Regions from separate parts of the Sus scrofa genome. Here region 2 is linked to region 1. The links are chromatin contacts, called in public Hi-C maps. All regions are on one chromosome and are shown on one strand. Each heading gives the region's core, a stretch centred on a gene start, on an enhancer-like site or on the middle of the called end of the contact. The rest is flanking DNA. Distances are from core to core; before and after follow the strand shown.

Region 1 (4,283 bases), core at 973-3,472:
CGCAATCTCCTGATTTACAATAGATGTATGTATTGTACTATGTTGTACATTTAAATACACACAGTTCTCTTACTTATTCCTTAATGAATTGAGGGGAAAAGTCAATATTTAAAAAGTGGCTCTAACAAAGGCTGACTGCTTTATCCGTAGATGCAAATAAAAACTTTCACCTCCTATTAGCTTGGCTGCTTGGTTTCTTTCCTTAGTGTGCCTACTCCACTGGAAATTCTGCATCCTGTGGCTGAGACGAGAAGAGCCTGGGATGTGAAAATCTGAATTGTTCCTGCATTTTGAGATGTAGAATCTTTGACAAGGAACTAAGTATCTCCTTAGTTTCTAAAAGCCATAGCGCTGAGGAATTTCTTAAATCATTTTCAGTATTTGAAATCACCATTACTTACAGGGTATTTCTTAACAAAATGTTGTTAACTCAGATGTCTAAATCTGCTACTATGGCTCATGATATAAAAATGTTTGGAATTTATGACTCATATGAGTGGGTCTGTGTGACCTCTTTAGTCTCAGAAACCTGGGCGTCACCCGTTACTTCAGTTCACCTGGTCACACGAAAGTGCAAATGATTCTCTTTTTTTTTTTGCTTTTTAGGGCCGCACCCATGGCATATGGGGGTTCCCAGGCTAGGGGTCGAATCGGAGATGCAGCTGCAGGTCTACACCACAGCCACAGCAACACCAGATCCGAGCTGCATCTGCGACCTACACCACAGCTCACGGCAACGCTGGATCCTCAACCCACTGAGTGAGGCCAGGGATGGAATCCACAACCTCATGGTTCCTAGTCGGGTTTGTTTTCCACTGCGCCACGACGGGAACTCCGAAGATGACTGATTTCGTCTACGGGCAGATGCTGGCAATCAGCTTCCCAAACAAAAATAAAGTCTAATACTAAACCTGGCAGAGATTCAATGAAAAACCAATCCTTAATGTCTTCCTACTAAATCACACATTTTCAATCTGACAGGAGCCAAGCAGCCTCATCCACACTCTAAAGCTGAAAGTGAATAACAAAACTTGTTAATCAAGTATAGAAACTTACATTTGTATCATCCTTGTCAAAACCACCCTGATGATAAAAGCTCTACATTCCCAGCTAACAGGTCCTTAGTATTGAAAAGTACATCTGAAACTTTGTGGATATTGCAATTTCTTGTGATTAGAACGTCTATGGAACATTTTACATCTTGAACATATGTAAGATCCAGAGTTTTCAGGTGAGTAAATAAAATAGAAATCTTACACAAAGTAGAGTGCCGGCAACCAAGACTTATTTTCACTGCTTTTCTTTTTTTCTAGGTTTCACTGCATTAAAAACAAAACAAACAAACCAAAAAAAAACCAGCACAGGAGTTTCCACTGTGGCTGAGGGGAAACGAATCTGATTGGCAACCATGAGGATGCAGGATCGATCCCTGGCCTCGCTCAGTGGGTTAAGGATGTGGCGTTGCCGTGAGCTGTGGTATAGGTCACAGTTATGGCTCGCATCTGGCACTGCTGTGGCTCTGGCACAGGCCAGCGGCTACAGCTCTGATTCAGCCCCCTAGCCTGGGAACCTCCACAGGCTGCGGGTGCGGCCCTAAAAAGACAAAAAATTAAAACATTAAAAAAAACAGTACATATGTATCTTCTTTTTTCTGTACATTTTACACCTATAGTAGTTCCGAAACAAAGAGCAAGCAAATATCATTGGTTTAAATACAAAGGAAAAGCCAGTTTCAGAAGAGAAATACAGAGTACTACAGGAAGCTGGGAAGAGCTGGTGGCTCACTGGCAATGCGCACATTCATTAGCAGGCAATAACGAGGAACAGGAGCAAAAGCTACTTAAGAACACACCCCTAGGCAAGGGTACAATTTTCTCATTTGTTCAGCTAGTAAGCCCTTGGCAGTGAGTATCCATTTTCATTATTTCACGTAGCTTTAGCACTGGCTGGGGCCCTGGCCACAGAGAAGAAATGATTTTGCGTTCACAGGTTTACCTGTCTATGCAACTATGTAGTCTCTGGACGTATTTTGTTTAATTTTATTCTAACGGTGACATTTCTGTATCAAGTGACACCAGATCTCACCTCACACTTCCTCTGGAGAGCAGTTTTCCTGCCCATTCCAGGCTGAAAAATGAGATCTGGCCTAGGCTGGGGTAACTGGCAGTGGCCAAAAGGGTGCCGGGCGGCGGCGGGGGGGGGAACGCAGGGCAGATGACCAGGATGATGACACTAGGACCGACGATGACTTTGAGGCCAGAAAAAGGAAAAGTGGGCAGAGTCCACTGGATAGAAAAAAAGTCACCGGGAAAGTGAAACAGACACCCAGGCAAAGGAGAGACGAAGAGAGAGTGACACGCACAGCTACAGAAAGAACCCAGAGGGGGAGCTCCCGTTGTGGCGCAGTGGTTAATGAATCCGACTAGGAACCACGAGGTTGCAGGTTCGGTCCCTGCCCTTGCTCAGTGGGTTCAGGATCCAGCGTTGCCGTGAGCTGTGGTGTAGGTTGCAGGCGCGGCTCGGATTCCACGTTGCTGTGGCTCTGGCGTAGGCCGGTGGCTACAGCTCCAATTAGACCCCTAGCCTGGGAACCTCCATGTGCCTCGGGAGCGGCCTAAAGAAATAGCAAAAAGACAAAAAGACCAAAAAAAAAAAAAAAAAAAAAAAGGAAAGAAAAGAACCCAGAGGGCCAAGAAAGAAAGGAAAGCTGAAGAACTTAGTTGTTAATAGTGCCAGATTAAAAACAACTGTTATGCGGGCACGTGCAGGGGCAGCATTTGCTACAACGGAACTGCCTACTTATGTTGGGAAGTAAATGCAATCTTTAAAATGCCTTTCCCACAACCTTGACAGACATCAGCTTTTATAAAGGAAAAATGGGAGATCCTGTTGTTGCTCAGCAGGTGACAAACCCGACTGGAATCCATGAGGGTTAAGGATCTGGCATTGCCGTGAGTTGTGGTGTAGGTCACAGACTCAGCTTTTATCTGGTTTTCATGTGGCTGCGGTGTAGGCCAGCAGCTGTAAGGCCAATTCGACCCCTAGCCTGGGAACTTCCATATGCCACAGCTGTAGCCCTAAAAAGCAAGGAAAAACAAAAGAAAAAAAAGTACTTTCATGCAGCAGTAGCTCCAATCGGAGTCTTCCAAGCTGGTGTGTATAAAGACTTAAAAAGTTGTTTTGCATTTCTGTGACTAGGCATCTTTGATATAGGCCTTGGCACCTGTACTTGCCCCACAGGCCAGAGGAAATTAAAGACTAGACAGAGTCCTCGTCATGGCTCAGCGGTATCGAATCCAACTAGTATCCATGAGGATGCGGGTTCGATCCCTGGCCTTGCTCAGTGGGTTAAGGAGCCAGCGCTGCATGAGCTGCAGTGTAGGTCACAGATGCAGCTGATCTGGCATTGCTGTGGCTGTGGCTGGCAGCTGCAGCTCCAATTCGACCCCTAGCCTGGGAAGTTCCTTCCATATGCCTCGGGTGTGGCCCTAAAAACACACGCACACACAAAAATTAAAAATAAATGAAAAGGAGTTCCCGTCGTGGCGCAGTGGTTAACGAATCCGACTAGGAACCATGAGGTTGCGGGTTCGGTCCCTGCCCTTGCTCAGTGGGTTAAGGATCCGGCGTTGCCGTGAGCTGTGGTGTAGGTTGCAGACGAGGCTCGGATCCCGCGTTGCTGTGGCTCTGGCATAGGCCGGTGGCTACAGCTCCGATTCAACCCCTAGCCTGGGAACCTCCATATGCCGCTGGAGCGGCCCAAGAAATAGCAACAACAACAACAACAAAGACAAAAAAAAAAAAAAAAAAGACAAAAAAAATTAAAAAAAAAGAAAATATAATGCTGAAGACTAGATGCTCACAAAAGGTTCCATACCACTAATGTTCAATCTCAACAAGGCAGATAACATAACAGATTCCTGTACACAACAATTTTGATCATTTTCTGAAATTAGGAAAAACCTGGCCTTTCTGGTATCCTTTACATAGTTAATATACTTTCACCATAATTAACTTATTCTTTTGAGAGAAAGACCCACAAAAAGTTATTGTCAGGAGAGCGTTTTTAACTAGGAAATAAAAACTAACCTATGTATGAAGGACCTAACACCTCAAACTAGAACTCTGATATTAACACATACATATGACCTTGGATCAGGTGCACAGCCTCTTTGAGCCTCAGTTTCCTCATCCGTAAAACAAAGTGGGGTAGGTCCTGACATCCGCTTCTGCACTGAAATTCTACTATTAAGGAGCTTACACGAGGAGGCCACAGGATCTTT
Region 2 (4,283 bases), core at 459-2,958, 38 kb before region 1:
GATTTATAGAAGAATAACGTCAGGATGTGGTATAGTTTCAAAATCCAAGGTTGGGCGTGTTATAAACATGTCACCTTTGAAACAGATTTCCTTATCCTGTCATTTAATTAGTAAATAAAACGGGCAGTTCCTCTACCAGTTAACCTGCGTCCAAGGTCCACTGGAACAACTGGTACAGCCGGCTAGTTTGTCTACACCCAGAGCTTGCGGACGTTGGCCGATTAGATTAGCACAGTCTCGGGCCTGTGGTGCCGAGCTGGTACAATGGCTCCCGGGTGGAGGAAGAGACAGCAGGCAGCTCGAGAGCCTTGGGAACAAGGAGGACAAGCGGACAGGCGGACCAAAGCAGCGCATCCCACGGCAGCACGCTTGGTTCAAACCCCGACAGAGAAATCTGACCCAGTACTGCCTTTATCTAAACAGCCCAGTACTGCCTTTATCTAAACAGCCACAGGCAACACTCAGTTCTCAAAACTGTTGTTTCCAAAAGACTGCCACTGAGAATGACATCGACCCTTCATCTGAAAGCTGAGAGATGGGCCGAAGTGCCTGGCTGCTAAGAAAGGGGACCGTTCCTTAGCAAGAGGGCCACAGAGCCACAGCGACAGTCCTGGCTTGGGAGGAGCGAGGCAGCAGGCTGAGCCCAGAGACCTGCCCGCCCTGCAGCCCTCGGGCCCCGTCCCCCGGGGGTCTGGTCCACGCCAGAGGCTTCCTCCACGTCAGGGCATCAAACGAGAGGGAGACTCTTGGGGCACCGACAGTCTAGAGGGTCCGCAGCTTTGCCCTGTTTTCTGATCAGAAGACTTGGGGGGCTACGTGTCACAGCCGAAGGCTCCCGGCTGTGTGTCCGGGAGGACCAGACACAGGGCCCTTCCGAGGAGAAGAGGGCCTTAGGGCAGCACGGACTTTGCGTTATCAGTCTTCCTTCTTGCAGCTCCATGTTCCACGGCTGACCTTTTCTAAACATTGAAATTCGGTTTAAAGCACTGTCAAGATGAAGATCTGTATCTTACAAATAACCCCCAAACTGCGAACAGTCACGACGAAAACCTCTTTCCTCACCCAATCGCTTCCAGCCTCCCAGACGTCCTGCCAAAGGGCTCTGGAGCAACGTGTTTACATGTTTTCAAGAAATAAGCTACTCGAGCTGTTGACTTTACCTGAACAAGATCTCTTTTGTCCCGGAAACAGCATTAGAGGGAGGCAAGGCCTGAGCAGAGAGGAGCTACGGCTCTGTTACTATTTAGACAGGACTGAAATCACGTCACCCAAAAATATCTCTTAAACAAAGGTCGGACGCGGGGCCCTCGGCACCCTGTGCTCCGAGAAGCCGGGGCCGCCCGGGGCCGCCGCCGCCGCCGCGTTTACCTGCATGTCTGTGGGAGGCCATGGCTCCGCCAGCGAGTCCCAAGCCGCACCTGGAGCCACTGTCCCCTGGGCCCGGCTGATAAGGCTGCGGCTCCGTTGTGAACATACATTTAAGGGGAAGCGGTGAACACGAAAATAACCGAGAGCAGATGGCCCACCCTCCCCAGAGATCGCAACCTTAATCCCACTCGAAAATTCTTAACCATTTTAGGTGATCCAAGGGAGAAGAATAGGACCCAGTAAAAATACCAAACACTACATATAAATACCTGTGGGGCTACTCAGCATCCAAATTAGCTCCAGAGCCAGAGAGGCCGCAGAGAAAGTGATCCCTGTACCGGAATAAAATTTGGACGCGGCCGTGGCATACCTCAACGCTGAGCCACCCCATTAATCTACTTTATACGCCCGATGAGCTCGCCCGCGGGCCCCGGAAGGACGCGAGTTTGTGCTGCTACTGGTCAAAGTAACTGTACGAGACAGACCGCCGGCGGCAGCGGGGGAAAGACGCACTGGACCCGAGGGCCACACAGGTCGAGGGCACGGCCCGTGTCCTCCTGGGTCTGTCCCGGAGGTTGGCAGGATCCTGAAAAGAGCACCCCTCCTGAGTGCCAGACAGGGCGGGCCCGGAGGGGCAGACACACGCACGCACCTGCTAGTACACGAGGAAGAGACCGTGTCCCACAAACGCAGCCCCTTGCTTTCCACTGTCAGGGACGATGAAAGCAGAAACGGGGACGGAAACACCGTGACCCCAACGGGCCATGCGATGGCTGGAGACGGGGCCCCAGGAGGAGCCGTGGGCGCCCCCGCCCGGGCCGTGCCCTGCGCCCTCCTCACCCGCCCCACCCCAGGGTACCCGCCCCCGGCAGCCGGGCCCTCCGCCCCGGGCCTCGCGCTGGCTCCTCTGCTTCCTCCAGGCTTGGCTTCAGGTCACTTTCTCGGGCCATCTTCCCCAGCCACCCCGCCGAACGCTGCCCCCACTGCCCCCAGCTTCCTCAGTGACTCCGTGTGGAAAAACCAAATTCCACAACTTGAAAAGGGTTTGCCAAGCCTCACATAAAAGTGAAACACAGTCCCACCCAGAACCCTACAAGTGGCTTCCGCCACTGAACATCAAGGAGTGTAGACAACCCTGACTCGGGGGCCAGGGCCATGCTTTCCTCGTCTTCTGTCCCCAGGCCTGGCCGGTGAGCCATACCCGCTTCAGCAACGGATGCCAGACTCTGAGGACGCCTGTGCCCTTCCACTGTCTCACGGGAAGTTATTCTAAAGACAGCCCGGACTGCCAGGAGCTCCCAGTTAGCAGAAGGTAACAGCACCCTCAAAGCCAGGATGCTACAGGCAGATTTATCACACAGTAGTGCCCCCAAAAAGCCCGGAGAGAGAAAGGCCTCTTTCCCAGCTGGGCTGACTGCGCGAGAGCAGGAGACTGGCCAGTATGAACAAGGCCTTGCTCCTAAAACAAATGAGACTTTGCACCCAGAGGAAAGGCTCCTATTTTATTAGATGCTTAACCCTGATAAACACTAAATTTTCCATTTAGTGAGGTAAACGCTGGGTTAGGGCCAAGGCGCTTTTAATGGCCCCCCTCGCAGGGCTGCAAACAACAAGCAGAGCGCGTGGCCTCGGGAGGTCTACTCCCAGCAAGCAGACGCGTCCCTTTAGCCAGCTGAGCACTGCGAAAGGTGACAACGGAATAGCAACGGGCTGGAGTTCCCAGGTGGCTCAATGGGTTAAGGATCCGGCATTGTCGCTGCAGCGGTTCGGGTCCCTGTTGTGACACCGGTTCAATCCCTGGCCCAGGAAATGTTTTAGCAAAAAGCCTAAGTCGATTTTGCCTAAAACCCAAGAGAAAACACAACAGACCTGCTTCCTGCCCATCAATTCATCAGTCACCTCTGACAGGCCAGTGTGAGCTGGGCCTCGGCATTTATTCGGTCGGTGACTTTCACCAACCAGGCCAACCGTGCCTTCGCAAAACTGTATGAGGTGTGGCCACGCCTGCTCTGACACCTGTCCCCACTGCCCATGTCCCCTCGTCACACAACTACACAAAAGCGAAACAGGGAAGACAGGTCCTCTGCCAGGTGAAAATCAGTTCTTCAGTAAGGAAAGCTGGCAGCTTTGCCCTGTCTTAGACCAGCGATTCGGTAACCCTGACAGTTCCTCAGCAGACGCCCAGTCACCGGTTTCATCAGCAGCTGAGCCACCTTCGTTACACATTAACAAAGGATGATGTGTGATGACATCCTTAGTAATCACTGCACTGTTTACAAAGCTCCTCATATACTCTGGGTGGCACCGGCCGAGGTTTGAGGAACAAATCTCTTTGGTGCCTGAAGGCCACGTTTCAGGCCTTCCAGCCTTTCGTGGCCCAGCGAACAGCAGGATGGTCCTTCCGTGAGTGCTGGGCGTCACAACTCCCAAGCCCCCTCGCGCACAAGACCTCCGAGGCCCACTGACCTCCGAGGGCAGCCAGGCATCCTGTCTCCAGCCACCCTGCACTTCCGCGTAACCTCCCCGTGGCTCCACCTGCAGACCGTACCCCCTATGTAGTCGCTCATTTTAGAAGAACACTCCTGGAGCAGATGTCCGCGGGGTGGTGCCAGGGCTTTTGCTGGTCCCAAGGAAGAGGAGCGTCCCTGCTTCACAGGAGGCTGAGATCAACATGCAGGTGACTCTGCCACGCGAGGAGCCGCCGCGAGCGCAGCAAGACAGATGTAAAGCAGATGTCATATCAGCTTTGGGGGATCAGACAGGACTTGATGGCTGTGATGACTGTGCCCTGGTCCCTGAAGGATGTGGGGTCTACAGCACACCAAGAAAAGCAGGGGTGTGTGTGAACAAGGGGATGAGAAAAGCAGGGCCCAGGCCAGAGGCCGGATGCAGCCCACACCCGGGGTGGGGGGCAT

The links. Hi-C and Micro-C count contacts between places; a contact is called where the count stands out from the background.
Region 2: a contact with region 1 is called in a Hi-C map of liver, with 4 times the contacts expected there. The contact joins the promoter of FHL1 here to the enhancer-like site in region 1. A contact is called at or near these places in 1 of 5 promoter capture datasets (liver), 7 of 47 Hi-C or Micro-C datasets (adipose tissue, alveolar macrophages, embryonic fibroblasts and 3 more) and 1 of 2 datasets of contacts at active chromatin or transcription factors (skeletal muscle).

The regions. Positions count from the first base shown.
Region 1 is chrX:111,316,465-111,320,747 of Sscrofa11.1, reverse strand. It overlaps a transcript of FHL1 not described here. Among named protein-coding and RNA genes, the nearest start is that of FHL1, 38 kb to the left of the region's middle. Within about 2 kb of position 2,222, at least 5 of the 83 cell types and tissues checked have an H3K27ac peak or open chromatin away from gene starts, as enhancers often do. A contact at or near this core is called in liver, where this site is marked.
Region 2 is chrX:111,353,663-111,357,945 of Sscrofa11.1, reverse strand. FHL1 (four and a half LIM domains 1) reads right to left here and starts at 1,708. Exons shown (of 6, transcript NM_214375.1): 1 at 1,369-1,708. The coding sequence starts at 1,390.